Linked DNA regions of Mus musculus: region 2 is linked to region 1. Evidence: chromatin contacts called from public Hi-C data. All regions are on one chromosome and are shown on one strand. Each heading gives the region's core, a stretch centred on a gene start, on an enhancer-like site or on the middle of the called end of the contact. The rest is flanking DNA. Distances are from core to core; before and after follow the strand shown.

Region 1 (7,227 bases), core at 2,743-5,242:
AATTATTTCTGCTGTAAAGGGCCAGTGGTGACTTCGATCTATAGTTAGTAGCAGTCTCCAAAAGACCAATCACAAGCACTATCTCTCCTCACAGACACGATAGTGAACCATCACACACCTGACTGGCCTGAAATATGTTTATTCAGGACTTTTTTTAAGTGACTAAAATTTTAATTTACATATCTCAAAGTTCCCTTTCGATCAAATATAAGAATGCAGTTGTACTGTACTGTATTTCTATTCTTTATTTTAAATTCTCATTGACAGACTCTGATGCCAACAAAACCACTGTGTCATTATCTAGTTAGTACTCTAGGCAATGAGAACTGGCTGTGGTGGGCCAAGCCTGAACTCCCAGAATCTGCATTAGGAGGTGGAAGCAGGATAAGACATTCTAAATTATTGGTGCCTAGATAGCAAGTTTGAGGACAGTGAGGGCTACATGCAAGCCTATTTCAAAAATCCACATACAAACAAAAGGAAAAAGTGGCAATGAGACTGGGGCATTTCCTTTGTGTGTACTAGCTCAGTCCTTACACTACACCTTATCTGGAGTTTAATCCAGTACTATAAAGTGTCTACAACAATAAATGTTCTTCTCTTCAAACTATTAAAAATAACATTTTAGCCAACTGTGGTGACTCACATCTTTATTCCCAGCACTTGGGAGGCAGAGTAAATACATCTCTGTGAGTTCAAGGCCAGCCTGGTGTACACAGCAAATATAAGTCAGGCAAAGCTATAGATCATATCTCAGATAGATAGATAGATAGATAGATAGATAGATAGATAGATAGACAGACAGATAGATGCAATATAAATTGTGACAACACTAAACCTAGTATAGAAATAGTATTTTTATACATCTGAAAAAGAACTGAAGGAAATTTGTAAACATTCCAAAACACCAGAAAACCTGCTGCTGCTCAGTGATGTAAAGCCATAAAGGTGAGCCAATCAAACTGTTCAAAAGACAGTGGAGTCTGTCACTAACCTATTTTGTGACAAATGCCAGGTGAAAGGCAACAAGAACGAGCTAGCAAGCACCAAGGACCCTTTCCGGAATACTCGGACTTTATAAACACAACCCTAAAATGGGTTTCCCTTTGTGAAGCTTGTTGCCAAAGCAACCGGAAAAGGTCTAGTCTCTTGAGAGAATCTGAGAAAAGTTAAAGACAGAGGAGATAACTCAAGTACATGGGAGGACCTGAGAATAATGACTGTGCTGTGCAACAGAAGCAGCATGAAGGGCAGGAGCTAAACAGATACCAAGAGCAGAAACACAGTTACTCATGAGAAACACACAGGCCTACTCCTGTCTGCCAGCCCAGACTCCTCCCACCCCAAATCCCACCGCTGAAGTTATACTACCCTTCTCCTCTCACTGGATTAAGCACAAAAGAGAATCAGGAAGAAAATACCAAAAGAGATTGGCAACATCTTCCCTCAATCCAAAGCCAAACTTTTCGGTATAAAAAGAAATGCTGAGGTACAAACAGCAACACTTCAGCAGCAAAAACATCGAATCTTGTGTTCGTGCATAATCACGAAGCCCAATCTTTATTAAACTTGCCTAGAATCATAAGTGTGGATATACCTCGACAGCATGGTTGTAAAAAACACAGTAAAGGGAACATGTCATGCATGTGTCCTGACACCATCTGGATTAGGAGTTAAAATTAAAGCAGTACTTCACAACAAAAGCCAAAGTAAAAGATGTCTGGGCCAAAATCATAGTGATAAAGTGAGGGTGATGCAGGCGAGCATGAGGGATGGATAACCAAAGAAAGCCAGATGTGGTGGTGGACACCCGTGCTCCAGGGCTTGGGAGATGGAAGCAAGAGTTCACGGTTACTCTTATCTACACAATGAGTCTGAAGCCAGACGGGGCTACATGTAACTTTGGTGGTTCTCAACCTGTGGTGTATGTCTTGACCCCTTTGGGGTCAAATAGCAAGTATTTACATTACAATTTATAACAGTAGCAAAATTACAGTTATGAAGTAGAAACAAAATAATTTTATGGTTGAGATCATCACAACATGGGGAAGTGTATTAAAGGTGGAACCATTGCCATAACTCAACACAAAACAATGAGGTACACTGTCCAGCAGTGGTGATGCCCCCTGGAAACGGCAAGGAATTGGTCCTTACAGGTAAATATACGACTCCACAGCAGAATCCGTCAGAAAGCTTTTAAGTTATTTTTCAGTTTTTAAGTATCACATGTTGAGGGTAAATCTAACTGCCACTTAAGGAATCTGACATATAGCCTAAAGTTTCAGAAGCACAAGGAAGAGGACGGGACATTTGTTTACAGTTGTTATTCTCCCTAACTCACTCCACTTCCATGGAAGTGACCACTCCTTCCATGAATTCTGAATCGCCATCTTTCTCCAGGCCCATACTCTCCTCAAAGGGGATAATATATCTTGTCTTTGCATACATAACTCAGGTCACTCATTCCCTCATTCAACAAATATTTCCTAAGTACTAAATAAATGCTAGGCACCATACTACATACTTATCTACTGTATAAGAGAGTGTTGACTATCTGGCAGGAAAAAAAAAAAAAAAAACAAGATCAGAAAAGGATTCCAAACACTCATATTAGAATTCCAGAGAAAATTAAGGCGCACTACTACAAAGGCTCCGGCTGAGGTTTTAATATCATGGGATAAATCTGAACTGTACATTGTTAAACTAAGAATGTGTGCCTGCAGTGTTTTCTCTTCAGGGCCTACAAAGTGTATCACTTTCACAGACAGTTCTATCCTCTCGTTTTAAAATAAAATTGATAAAAACAGGCCATTCTCTTAAACTCTGCCATAAACCAATACACGGGTCCTTTTCAGTCGATTAAATGGTAAACTTTTAAAGCCTTTCAAAGCTTGATTTACCCATTCTCTCAAGGGCTTAACCTACCAGATTCTGGTGGATCCTAGGTTTTAAAAAGATAATCAGGATCATTACAGGAGCTCTCTTAACTCAAATCAAAGTGAAGGATAAGTCGAGGAAAGTGGGAAGCAAGGGGTATTTGTTTTAGGAAAATATATGGGATGAAATGCAAATGACAACAATGGATAAGTGTGTCATAATGCATTTTATTCAGGCTGATCTAAGTCTGTTTAACATTTTAAACATTTAAAAATAAGAAGAAGAAGACTAGTAAATAGTCAACCACCCCCACTCTCACCCTAATAGTTTAGGGAAAAAGTAATGAGGAGGGCAGTTTGAAATTCTATTTTTGTATGGTTTTGAGTAAGAAACTGGAATAAGAAAGCAATAAGAAAGAAAGAAAGAAAGAAAGAAAGAAGAAAGGAAGGAAAAGGAAAGAAAAAAGCAAAACAAGAAGGAAGGATGGATGGATCACTTTAATATTCAATGCTAACAGCTCACGCAAAACCTAGGATCTGAAGCTGTGGCTATTCACAGGTAGTGGAAAGTGCCCAAAGTTGGACACTCTGCAACTCCTAACAGGAAACTTGGGCCTGATCCCCACGAGCCCAGGACACCTCCCGGCCTTCAGGAGTGTGCACAGCACCAGGGTCAACCAGAACCTGTTGTAGGAATGAATGAGTACACCTGCGCTGGGTTTCTTCCCGAACCCAAGCGGGCCAGCTTTTAGGACCGGGGACAGAAGTAAAGGCCATGCCCCGAGGAGAAGACTGGGGAGGTGGGGTGTCCTCCCCTTAACCCCGGCCCCAGAGAGTCTTAGAACACTGCCCGGCGGGGGCGGGCAATAGGCCCTGGGGAGGGGCGGGGGAGGCCAAAAGGGAGAGAAGGGCCGGCGGATGGGGCCCAGCCGATGCCTCTCCCTTCCACCGCGGAAGTCCAGCCGCTGCCCTGACCTCACCCTGCCTGCCTCCTGCCTCCCTCACCTGATCACCGAGATGAGCAGCCCCGAGGGGTCTTTGCTTTTGCTGACTGTGCTCCTGTATTTCCCACCAGCTGCTTCTGCCGCCATCTTGGTACGGGAGCGAGAGCCAGGTGCTTGACAGGACCGGGAAAGTGTAAACTCCGCGGCTGACCCGGAACATCCACCAATGGCAGAAGAGAAGCGCTTAGGCGCGGAAGTGAAAAACCCAATCCCTGGAGTTAGGAGGCGGGACTGAGACTCAGCTGGAGGCTGAGGCTCCTGTCCTCTCTAAGCATTCTGGGAAATGTAGTTCTTCTGCCGGTCCCGGGCATGCCTGGACAATAAACCAAGGGCAACTTCATCAAGCCTCCTTACTGTCTCTTTAGATCTCTTCAGACAGACCTTAAGTTGTTTTTCAGTTTACTCCATTTTATAATTTTACACGCTTTAACTTAATGTATCTGATGATAAATTGCAGATTCTTCTATTTAAACAAAGGTCCCAAAAGAATGCTTGTGTGTGCAAAAATATTAACTTCAAATACCATCTTTAAATCAACCAAATGCAAAAATGTACACGCACAGAGATTTTTCTTTGGTATTTTTCTGAGACTGAATGTTTCTATATTCGTCTTATGTACAAGTTCACTGTTGCGGTTATGCCAAGTCGCAGGCTGCAGGCTGTGAGGGGGAAAAGTACCTGTCCTAGGGGCTGTCACATATATATATATAGTTTCTCATGTTGTGGTGACTCCCAACTATAAAATTATTTCATAGCTACTTCATAACTGTACCTTTGCTATTGTTGTGACTTGTAATGTAAATATTTGATATGCAGGATATCTGATATGCAACCCCAAAGGAGTCAACCCCACAGGTTGAGAACCACAGACCAATTTCAATGGATACAGGAAAATCTTTTGTAGAAATTCAACCATACTTTTAAAATAAAAGCACTCAAAAAAAAGTCCCAAAAAGGAGGAACCACTGCAGTTCTTCGGGCGGGGGGGGGGGGGGGTTACTCTCATAGCACACCTTGTATCAGCACAGCAGCGGTGGCGGCTTCCAGAAGGGTCTGGGCGTCTGGTGGAGAGGCACAAAGTCCAAGCACTTTCCCTCCAGTCGGTGTTGTGGGGCGACTGAGACCATGGAGGAGTCGGAGGAGTCGACACCTGCTCTGCACAGAAGGAAACGGCGCTCCACACCTTTAGCTCCAGCCACACCACCTTCACAAACAACAGAGAAAAGCCCATACTTCCAGACCACAGAAATCTCACTTTGGACAGTGGTGGCTGCTATTCAAGCTGTGGAGAAGAAGATGGAATCCCGGGCTGCCTGAGTGCAGAACCTGGAGGGACGTGCAGGGTCAGCAGAGAAGAAGCTGGCTGACTTCGAGCCAGAGAGTTCAGCAACCAGCCGGAGGGCAAGTGGGCCGTGCTGGGGACCCTGCTGCAGGAGTACAGGCTGCTACCGCCACGACTGGAGAATGTAGAGAACCTGCTTCGCCACAATAACTTCTGGGTCCTTTGGTTGCCTCCCGGCAGTAAGGGGAAACCCCAAAGGTGTCCGGGTCCCTTGAGAATGATGGGGTCTGTTTCTCAGAACGAGAGTGTGAGAACCTGGAGGACTGGCAGAAGGAGCTCTACAGAAATGTTATGGAAAGCAGCTATGAGACGCTGGTCTCTCTGAAGGTTCTTGGCCAGCCAGAGGAAGAAGTGGAGTTGGGTGCAGAGATGGTGGGTGACTCAGTGGAAGAAGGTACCCACTTGGCAGATGGGGCCATGGTTAAACAGAAGATGCTGTACAAGCAGGAGGGCCCTGCAGGTCTTCCCAGCACGTTTTCCAGTGCAACTGAACAGCAGGCTTTCTTTGGCGCGGAGCAGGCTGTGTTCTGGAATAGTCCAGGAGATTTTGCCCTCTTGGAATCAGGCCCACTTGCCCTCCGGAGGAGAATTGCTCCTGCTTTGTCCTCCTTGGCTGAGCACAGAGGCTAATCTGAGGCGCAGGAGAGAGGGACCTGTGGCCCCAGCCTTTGCTATCTTGGCCTTGTTGCTGGGTCTGTTGTTTTGTTAGCCCCTGCAGGTCTCTGGTTTTCTCTTTTCTGGTGCATTGTCACACCACAGGGACTAGTGGCCAGTTCCAGGGCCCACTCTAGCATTTCACATGTCTTCCCACAGTTGTATGGGGCCATAGAGGTATGTGGTAAGTTCCAGGAAGTTATTACCCTCAATTTCTCTTCCATTTGTAGCTTCCTTGTTAATAACTAGTATAAATAATTTAAATGAACCGTTTAGCTTGTTCTAAAGACCCCCTTTTGGAGTTAGATTCTTGTTTTTTTTGTTTGTTTGTTTGTTTGTTTTTAAATATGGCTCAAAACTTGTTTTATAAATTTCAAGAGTTGTAGAAGTTGTTCCTAACTTGGGAACTCAGCCTGCCCTCCAGGAGGGAATAGGTTATGGGGCTCTTTTAGCCCACCCACACTTAACATAGGCCAGAGAGCCAAGACACGTTGCTGGCTTCCCTCATTGCTGGCTTCCCTCGGTGGGTTGCTGAGTCCACACAGGTGGGGCTAATTTCTCAGGTGGGCCAAGAGGAAACCCCTGAAGCCCTGCTGAGAGTAAAGACTGGTTTGAAGAAGCTAAGAGTTCAGTCCTGGGACTTTGGTGTCTCAACATACTTCCCCTCTCCCCGATGTGTTTCTGCAGTCCTGGGCGAGGGGTGGGGATGAAAGACTGAGCTTGACTCTATTACACCAGGCATCACTTGAGGTTGTGCAGATTAGACTTTCCAGTGGCTGTACCAGGGATGACGGAGAAGAAGCACAGATGCTAACACAGGAGTGTTAAGTACCTGCCCCACTGTCATTGGGGAGGGAGGTGAGAGTGGGTTCCTTGGTCATATGTGAATGTACTCTTGTCTGGAATAAATCTTGTTACTTGTATTTTAAAAGAAAAAGTCCAAAAAGAAGGAAAGTGCACAAATATAATGGAATTTTAAAAACAAATTAACAGTATATATAATAATGAAAAATAAGTTTCCCATTAAGATTAGGAACAAGACAAGGTTGTCCATTTTCACTGTATCTACTCAATAAATCTCTGAGAATCATAGCCAGAGCAAGAAGAGAGAGAGAGAGAGAGAGAGAGAGGGAGAGAGAGAGAGAGAGAAGCATCTAGTTTCTAAATGTAGGAACAAAACCACCTACATTTGTGAATAATAGGATTTTATAGAATGTATTATAAAGAACATAAAACACTGCTGGAGCTAGTATAAAAACTTCAGCAATGTCACAGGATACAAAGTGAACAACAACAATTTAGAGATATTCCTATACAGTAAGAAAGAGCAATCTTAAAAATAAATGAACCT
Region 2 (7,227 bases), core at 2,233-4,732, 150 kb before region 1:
CACTCATCTCCATCAATTAGCAACTATTTACGAGCATGCTCACTCAGGACAACTGATAGAAGTACAAAGCACAAGGCCATAGCATAAACACACTTCTAGCTTCTGCTGCAGCAAATCTGTTAACATGTCATTGGTCATGGAAAGGCACATGTCCAAACCCAAAGTAAGGAACAAGGACTCATAAGGCTCCATGGAAAATAAAAGAGAGATATGGACCTGAGTTAGAAAATAAGCATGTGCTGAATATACTACAGTCTCAGACACAGCACTACAGGGGTGTCTACTGGCTTACACTCACAGCCTGACACTAATGATATTCTAAGGAATTCTATCGTCACTACACCAACAGGGATGGGGGAAAATGTCTGTATAAATTTGCCCATTATAACACCACTAGAAAATAGAAATTAAGTAAGAAAAATGATTGTAAATTATGATCATGTTAAAGTCATGAAAACAAAGGACAACTAATTACAAAATCAGAGTGATCAGAATAACTATATAATCTACTGTTTGGTTCTATGTATTTCCTAAACTGTCTGCTTTAAAACAGCACAATATTTTATGCAATATAAGTTTTGCATACGAACAACCACTAGACAGAAGAATTACAAATAGATGAGAAGAAACATTGTGTCAAGGGTTCCAATTTGGATAATGTAAGCTATAGTAGTGTCATTAGCAGAAACCAGAAGAGCACAGAAATCACTTAACAAGGAGATTTACGGCAGCTACAAATAAACATATAATATAAAGTTTAAATGTTCTGACTATTCACATTTAAGAGTTAACTTGTCAACCATATAACCAGTTATATACTCTTCAAAACAAATATAAATATATACACATATATAAACATATATATTTATGTATATATATATATATATGAAATCAAATGAGCCTTAGACCTCACAGTTCACTACCAACTACTAAATATCCACTATGTGTCCCATATATCATCTCACCAAATCTGCCAAAAAGTAGAAATAATTGTTACTCACATTGTACAAATAGGGGACTGCACCTTGATAAAGATCTAAGACTTAAACAAGTAAATACACGGGCAGAATTTGAATGTAAATCTATATAAAAGCCCATGGGAATTTGTTTTCATTATAACACCATGCTGTCTGTACAACGATGCCCCATTTCACACAATAAGAAAAGCAAATAATTCTTTTATATTCTCCCACAGTCAACCCACAGTCAACCCACATACAACATGAATGGAATAGATTAAGAATACAATTATAATATAAATAGATTTATGATCCTCTTTTGGATGCATCCCACAAATTTGGAAAAAGTATAACCAGAATTTAGGGAACTTTAAAGACTGTTACTTTGATATCAGTATTACTGACTAGTTAAAAGTCACCTAAAAAATTGGGAACTCTACATACCTTCAAAATGAATTTTAACTAAAGAAACTGGAATGCCTATTTCTTTCCATATCTCATAAATCTTCATAAAAAGTAACTGAAATATATGTTCATTGTACGCCAAGGCTCCAAATTTCTAGCACAGCTTCTACACAGTGAAATCTTAACTTCACTGAACATCCAGTCTATAATATATCGTTCTAGCACGAACCTCCACTTAACATACAAATGTGGTTCAAAGACCACTTCTCCCACACAGGGTGATACTTGCACTGTGCTACAGTTAATTTACACATATGTTACTCTGGAAGAGAGAATGAGGGGGAAAGGCTGAAAAGATAGATTACTGTGTCCATGGGGTGATTAGGAACAAATACTAGTAAAGAACAGGCTTGGATTAACCTGTCTTTCTTTCAGATCATTAGTTGAGAGGTTTTTTGGGGGTTTTTTGTTGTTTTTGTTGTTGGTTTGTCTTTTTTTTTTTTTTTAAGAGAAGTGACTCACAAGGGAAGGCACAAATTTTTTGTGTTCTACAGTCTAATAATCTTGGCAGCTCTGAAAGTTATCTATATATTGATGGTTAACTGTAATTTATCTTTCTTAGATAAAATGCAGTTATTTAAATGTTTCTCGCTTTTTATGTTTCTGGACTCAGCAGTAAACATGCAAATGACTTCATGAGAACAAGACCACTCATTAAATGTCAATAAGGCCTCAAAACACAGCTAGAAAACAATCATGCAGCCTTGTACCAGGTCATCAAAGACCAAGGGGTCAGGAAGAACCGGGAGCTAACACTGACTAAAGGCAAAGACAGGGGGAAGAGAATGGTAGACTGCGTGGCCCTTTAGCCTCTGAATGACTGTTAGGACGTCACCTCACTTCTCTAGGCACTATTTCCCTTTATGGAGGAGGTATGGCAGAGTAACTGGATTCACTAATTGAGAAACATGTACTAAGCACCTACTATTTACAGCACCGCACTAGACAGAGCAAATACAGCAAACAAAATGCACAAGACTAGAAAGACGGACTTGTCACAACTCTTTAGCTCTAAAATCCCATGACTTTCCAGAGCTTCACATAATAATTCAATCTACCATGCATGAGGTCCAAGGAGACTGGTTTAAAAAATCATTTTTCTGTAATATGTCTTTCAGATTTCAAATAATATGAACAAAATGGAAAGAATATAAAATAGTAGGGCTAACTTAAGAAACAGGTAGTTTCTTCAAAAAGTTAAATGCAAAGTTCCATGGGATGGCTCAGTAGATAAAGGCACTCACCAACAAAGCTGCCAACCTGACTTTGGCCCCATAACCCAGAGCTGAAGGAAGGAGCCATTTCCTCCAAGTAGTCCTCTCACCTCATGTGCTATGACACACATGTCATTTACTGTGTACATACACTAAGTAGATAGGTAAATGTGTAAATAAAAGAATAAATTAAACACACATATAAAAACAGTTTGAATGGAATTACCCTTTATCAGGGCAACAAAGCATCTATTAGACATCACAAGATGCCAAATTAAAAAGCCAATGCAATGAAGGGTTACTTCCTTTGGCGTTGTTGGCAAGTGAAGTCCCATCAATACACCCATCCCACACAATATTATAGGCTCTAGCCAATGCTTTTGGTTATCCTTCACAATGTGTCAGTAAGCCCACACTGCTGAAAACACTGTTTGCTGGAGTGACAGAACGAGGGAATTCAAGCTGGTGCTGAGTGGGAAGCTTCACCCCCACTGGCGAGAGTTCATAGTGCGAGAAGGTGCTGTGTACAGTACAAGAGGATAAAATGAATCGACAATCTTACCTAGCTGTGAGCCCTGTCACTACAATGACTGGCCTGACAGGACAGGCCCACTGGTACAACAGTAGCCAGAATGCCACTGGAGTACTCTCCATTTTCCAATTGAAGTTAAGGCCAAGAACATGTGGCTAGCCATGTCACAGTCCCTAGAAGGGAAGCTACTACTATCACTCTGCTAAATGGATAGTGTTGAGCCAGCTTCCACTGACTTATTGCTAAACCCATAAATGGATGCAAGAGCCAACTCTCAGCAGAGAAAGTTTCCCTTTGCAGCAGATGGTAATGAACACGGAGACCCACACGTGATCTAAGGGCAGAGAATGAGGAACTGAGACTGCTCCATGCTGAAGGTGCATCTAGATCACATGTGCTAATCCTAAGGCTCAGGGGTTGTGGCAGAAAAAGGTATGGAAGGATCACAAGACCCATAATGTGGATGACTGCAAGAAAACAGTGGCTTTCAAACACCACAGAGAAGTTGCACCAATGAATTCTCAGCAATTGAGCTAGCACAAACAAGACCTGAGCTGGCTCAGGCCAGACAAATCCAGCATGAAGAAGGGAGGTAAGCATAAAGTCTCACCACCGACAAAAAAATGTTGGCAGTTAATAGCTAATAAAAAGTGAGGTGTTTTTCTTAAATGGTACATGACCAAATGGGTGATTACATTCCAGTGAAGTCCACATACACAAGAGTATATGTGCAGAACCAACTATAACCAACTGTTTAAAAAGTCAAAAAGGTATTAAACCAATTTGGATGGTTAAGGAATGTGGAGAGGTGAGTGGAGGGGATGATGACAATCAAAATGCATTACATGGAATCTTCAAAGAATTAATAAAATTAAAAATATAAGAAACAGTAAGAATACTGGAACTGAGATAGGTAGGCTATTACACAAATGACCCTTAAAAACTTTACACTGTATAATAGACCAATACACAAAGGCAATGTAATGAACAATCTCATTTATAGAGAGTATAGAGAAAAAAATAGATATATGGAGTCAAAGGGAAGTTGGTGGTTACCAAAGGTTGAGAAAAAGGAAAAGGAGACACTGGTGATGGTGATTGACAGTTGATGACCAACTTCCTTTCTGAATGACAAACACATTCCAGTTTTAGAAAGTGTTGATAATTGAGAGAATATTAAAATATTAAAAGAAACTAATACTATCTTCTAAAATGATATTTTACTAAAGGTAAATTGTATCTTAACTTTTTAAAATTTCAAATTATTTAAAATTATACAAAAATGTTGGTTCTAATACTCAATAAAATAAATTAACTAACAAAAGGAAGGAAGGAAATTTCATAAACAAATGGAAGGCTGATAATTTCCTAAAGAAATATTTTAAATAATGTTCAAACCATTATTGCAAAGAAGTTTTATACTTGGTTCATTATTTTAGGTCCAAGGAAAACATCATTAAAATTGATTATCACACAACATAAAAAGCCATGTTTCTGTCAATTCTTTCCCTAATAGCCTAAGACTCCATTGTTTCAATACTATTGTACTTATTAAGTCATTATCCTACCCGCTTCTCCTTTATCAGTCTTTCCAACCCAACTATTAATAACCTTGATATTTATCCTGCAGTCATCTCTCCCTTGGTTAGTACTCACCCTGATCCTTCAGCTTTTCTGGGGCATCAATACACCTTCAGTTAAACTGAGATTCATTACACAAAGTATTTAAGTTTTAGCTATCTCAAAATGTTCATACAGTAACGTGAAAGCAGGAAAGGTGAAAGGATAAACAAAAACGAAGGACTATATAATAATCACTGCAAGTAATCTTATCAAAATAGCATTGAGTCCAAAAACACTGTAGAAAACAAGGAAATATATTCAAGTTACAGTGGGTATTTGTGGAACAAACACCAAGTGGCATAGTCATAAAACATACTGTGGTGGTTTGAGCAAGAATGGCTCCACAGGCTGATATATCTGAATGCTTAGTCACCAGGGAGTGGAACTGTCTGAAACAATTAAAAGATTAGGAGGTGTGGCCTTTCTGGAATAAGTGTGGCCTTGTTAGAGAAAATATATCAATGAGAATGGGCTCTGAGGTATCAAAAGCCTATGACAGGCCTGCCTGCCTCTCCCTCTCCCTCTCTGTCTCCATCTCGCTCTGTTTCTCTGTGTGTGTGTGTGTGTCTGTGTGTCTGTGTGTGTGTGTGTGTGTGTGTGTGTGAGAGAGAGAGAGAGAGAGAGAGAGAGAGAGAGAGAGAGAGAGATGTATGATTCAAACTGTAGCTCTCAACCTGCACCACCGTGCCTGCCTTAATGCTCCCATGTCCCCATGCTCCCACTATGATGATAACAGACTAACCCTCTAAAACTGTGAGCAAGCCCACAATTAAATACTTTCTTTTATAACAGTTGTCATGGTCAGGATGTCTCTTCACAGCAATAGAACACTGACTAGTACACAGACAAATACTGATACAGAAAAACTAAATAACTTGATAATTATGTTAAACAAGTTTTCAAGCCCCAATTACGAAAATCAAAGTTTCCTGATTTATAAATCCTGTAAATTTTTGACCACCAAGTTTGTGCATAACTCATCAAAGCTGCCTAAACCACAAGGTTTTTTTAAGAAATGATGAGGGCTCACTTACTAAATATAATAAAATGGTGCATATAGCAGTCACTGATCTCTGAGGGACACATTCAGAGGGACACATGTCAACTGGAGACTCATGCTTATGCCTGCTGAAACAACAGCACTTAGTTGTCCATAGAGAACAAGGTCAAGAGCGAAGGAAGCAAGGAATCGGGGACAACTCTGTCTGAAAGTCCACAGAAGGAAGGCTCCCTTGGAGCTCAGCTTTGTTGGCCTTAACTAGAACTTAATCTACCACATAAGACAACAGAAAGCATGACTGCTCCTCACAGCAGACCAAGTGAATAAAACAGGGAATTTTAAAATCAGGACATTCTCTAGGCTGAGGTTTAATAATCCATAGTCATACAAATCACTGTCAAGTGCAATCCAACACTTCTAAGGACTGCATTTTAAGCTTCCATTAGACTGGAGCACTTTTACGATGATCCTATCAGTCATAAGTTGAGAAGTTAAATACCCTATTTCTCAGACTCTTGAAAGCATCACAGACTGAAAGCAAATAATGAAAACACTAGGTAGTTATGTCTCCCATCTTTTTTCTATAATAAGAAAATAGATTCTCGCCTGAAAAATCTACCAACTGACTTTTCTACTCCTCTTAACCAGAATTATTATGATTATAGCTAGAATAATTTCTCTATCTAGGAACTTCTATATGAAAGGAGCATAATTTCTCTACCTGGGAACTTATATAAGAGGAAGAACAATGGAACAGAAGTTACACTTGCCCTTTGAAAATACATTAAAGAAATATTTGACTGCCAGCATCCTGAATACTAAGTTCCACATGGCAATCAGTGAAGAGGACTGGCAAAAAGATCTCAGGAGACAAGGTATGAAGGTCTATCTATGGTTAGACAGCTCAACTTTAAGGAAATCCTTCCATGTTTGAGAAAAGATGAAACAAACAAGTCCAAGATACAAATATCCTATTTTCCTACTAAATTCCAGGTTAAAATTCTGGCTACATCAAAAATCAAAGCAAAAGTCATTTCCATTCTACTTCTTGCTTTGTTGACAAAAGATGATTAATCATACTGTCTGGCATTCCATAATGTTCAGCAAATTATTGTGTAAATGTCAGGGTTACTGATGAAACGCATAGAGGTGAGCTAAGTGCCTGAGACCTAGCAACATTCTGATCAATCAAATAGTATATCACCCTATGGAGGAAGAGTGACAGGGAGTAAACACAGCTTACAAAGTTGTACATAAAAACAATTACTTCCCATCACAACTACAATGGTCCCTAGCTTTTGAAGTTTCTGGCATACAATCCAAGTGAATGACCTGAATATTTCAAAGAAGAAAAAAGAAACCGCTGTCTCTAACATAACATCCAGTACCATATAGACACAACAAAAGAACTCCACAGCAGAGTGCAAAGCCACC

What was found. Hi-C and Micro-C count contacts between places; a contact is called where the count stands out from the background.
Region 2: a contact with region 1 is called in a Hi-C map of myeloid progenitors, with 1.7 times the contacts expected there. The contact joins the enhancer-like site here to the promoter of Exoc4 in region 1. A contact is called at or near these places in 3 of 39 promoter capture datasets (3T3-L1-derived adipocytes, the C10 cell line and hippocampal neurons), 7 of 484 Hi-C or Micro-C datasets (the HL-1 cell line, cerebral cortex, cortical neurons and 4 more) and 4 of 115 datasets of contacts at active chromatin or transcription factors (bone marrow-derived macrophages, embryonic stem cells and neural tube).

What each region holds. Positions count from the first base shown.
Region 1 is chr6:33,245,893-33,253,119 of GRCm38.p6, reverse strand. Exoc4 (exocyst complex component 4) reads right to left here and starts at 3,992. Exons shown (of 18, transcript NM_009148.4): 1 at 3,882-3,992. The coding sequence starts at 3,967. It also overlaps the pseudogene Gm1401.
Region 2 is chr6:33,397,631-33,404,857 of GRCm38.p6, reverse strand. All of the region lies in intron 7 of Exoc4 (exocyst complex component 4), which reads right to left. Among named protein-coding and RNA genes, the nearest start is that of Gm38785, 42 kb to the left of the region's middle. Within about 2 kb of position 3,482, at least 20 of the 459 cell types and tissues checked have an H3K27ac peak or open chromatin away from gene starts, as enhancers often do. A contact at or near this core is called in the HL-1 cell line, bone marrow-derived macrophages, granulocyte-monocyte progenitors and 1 more, where this site is marked.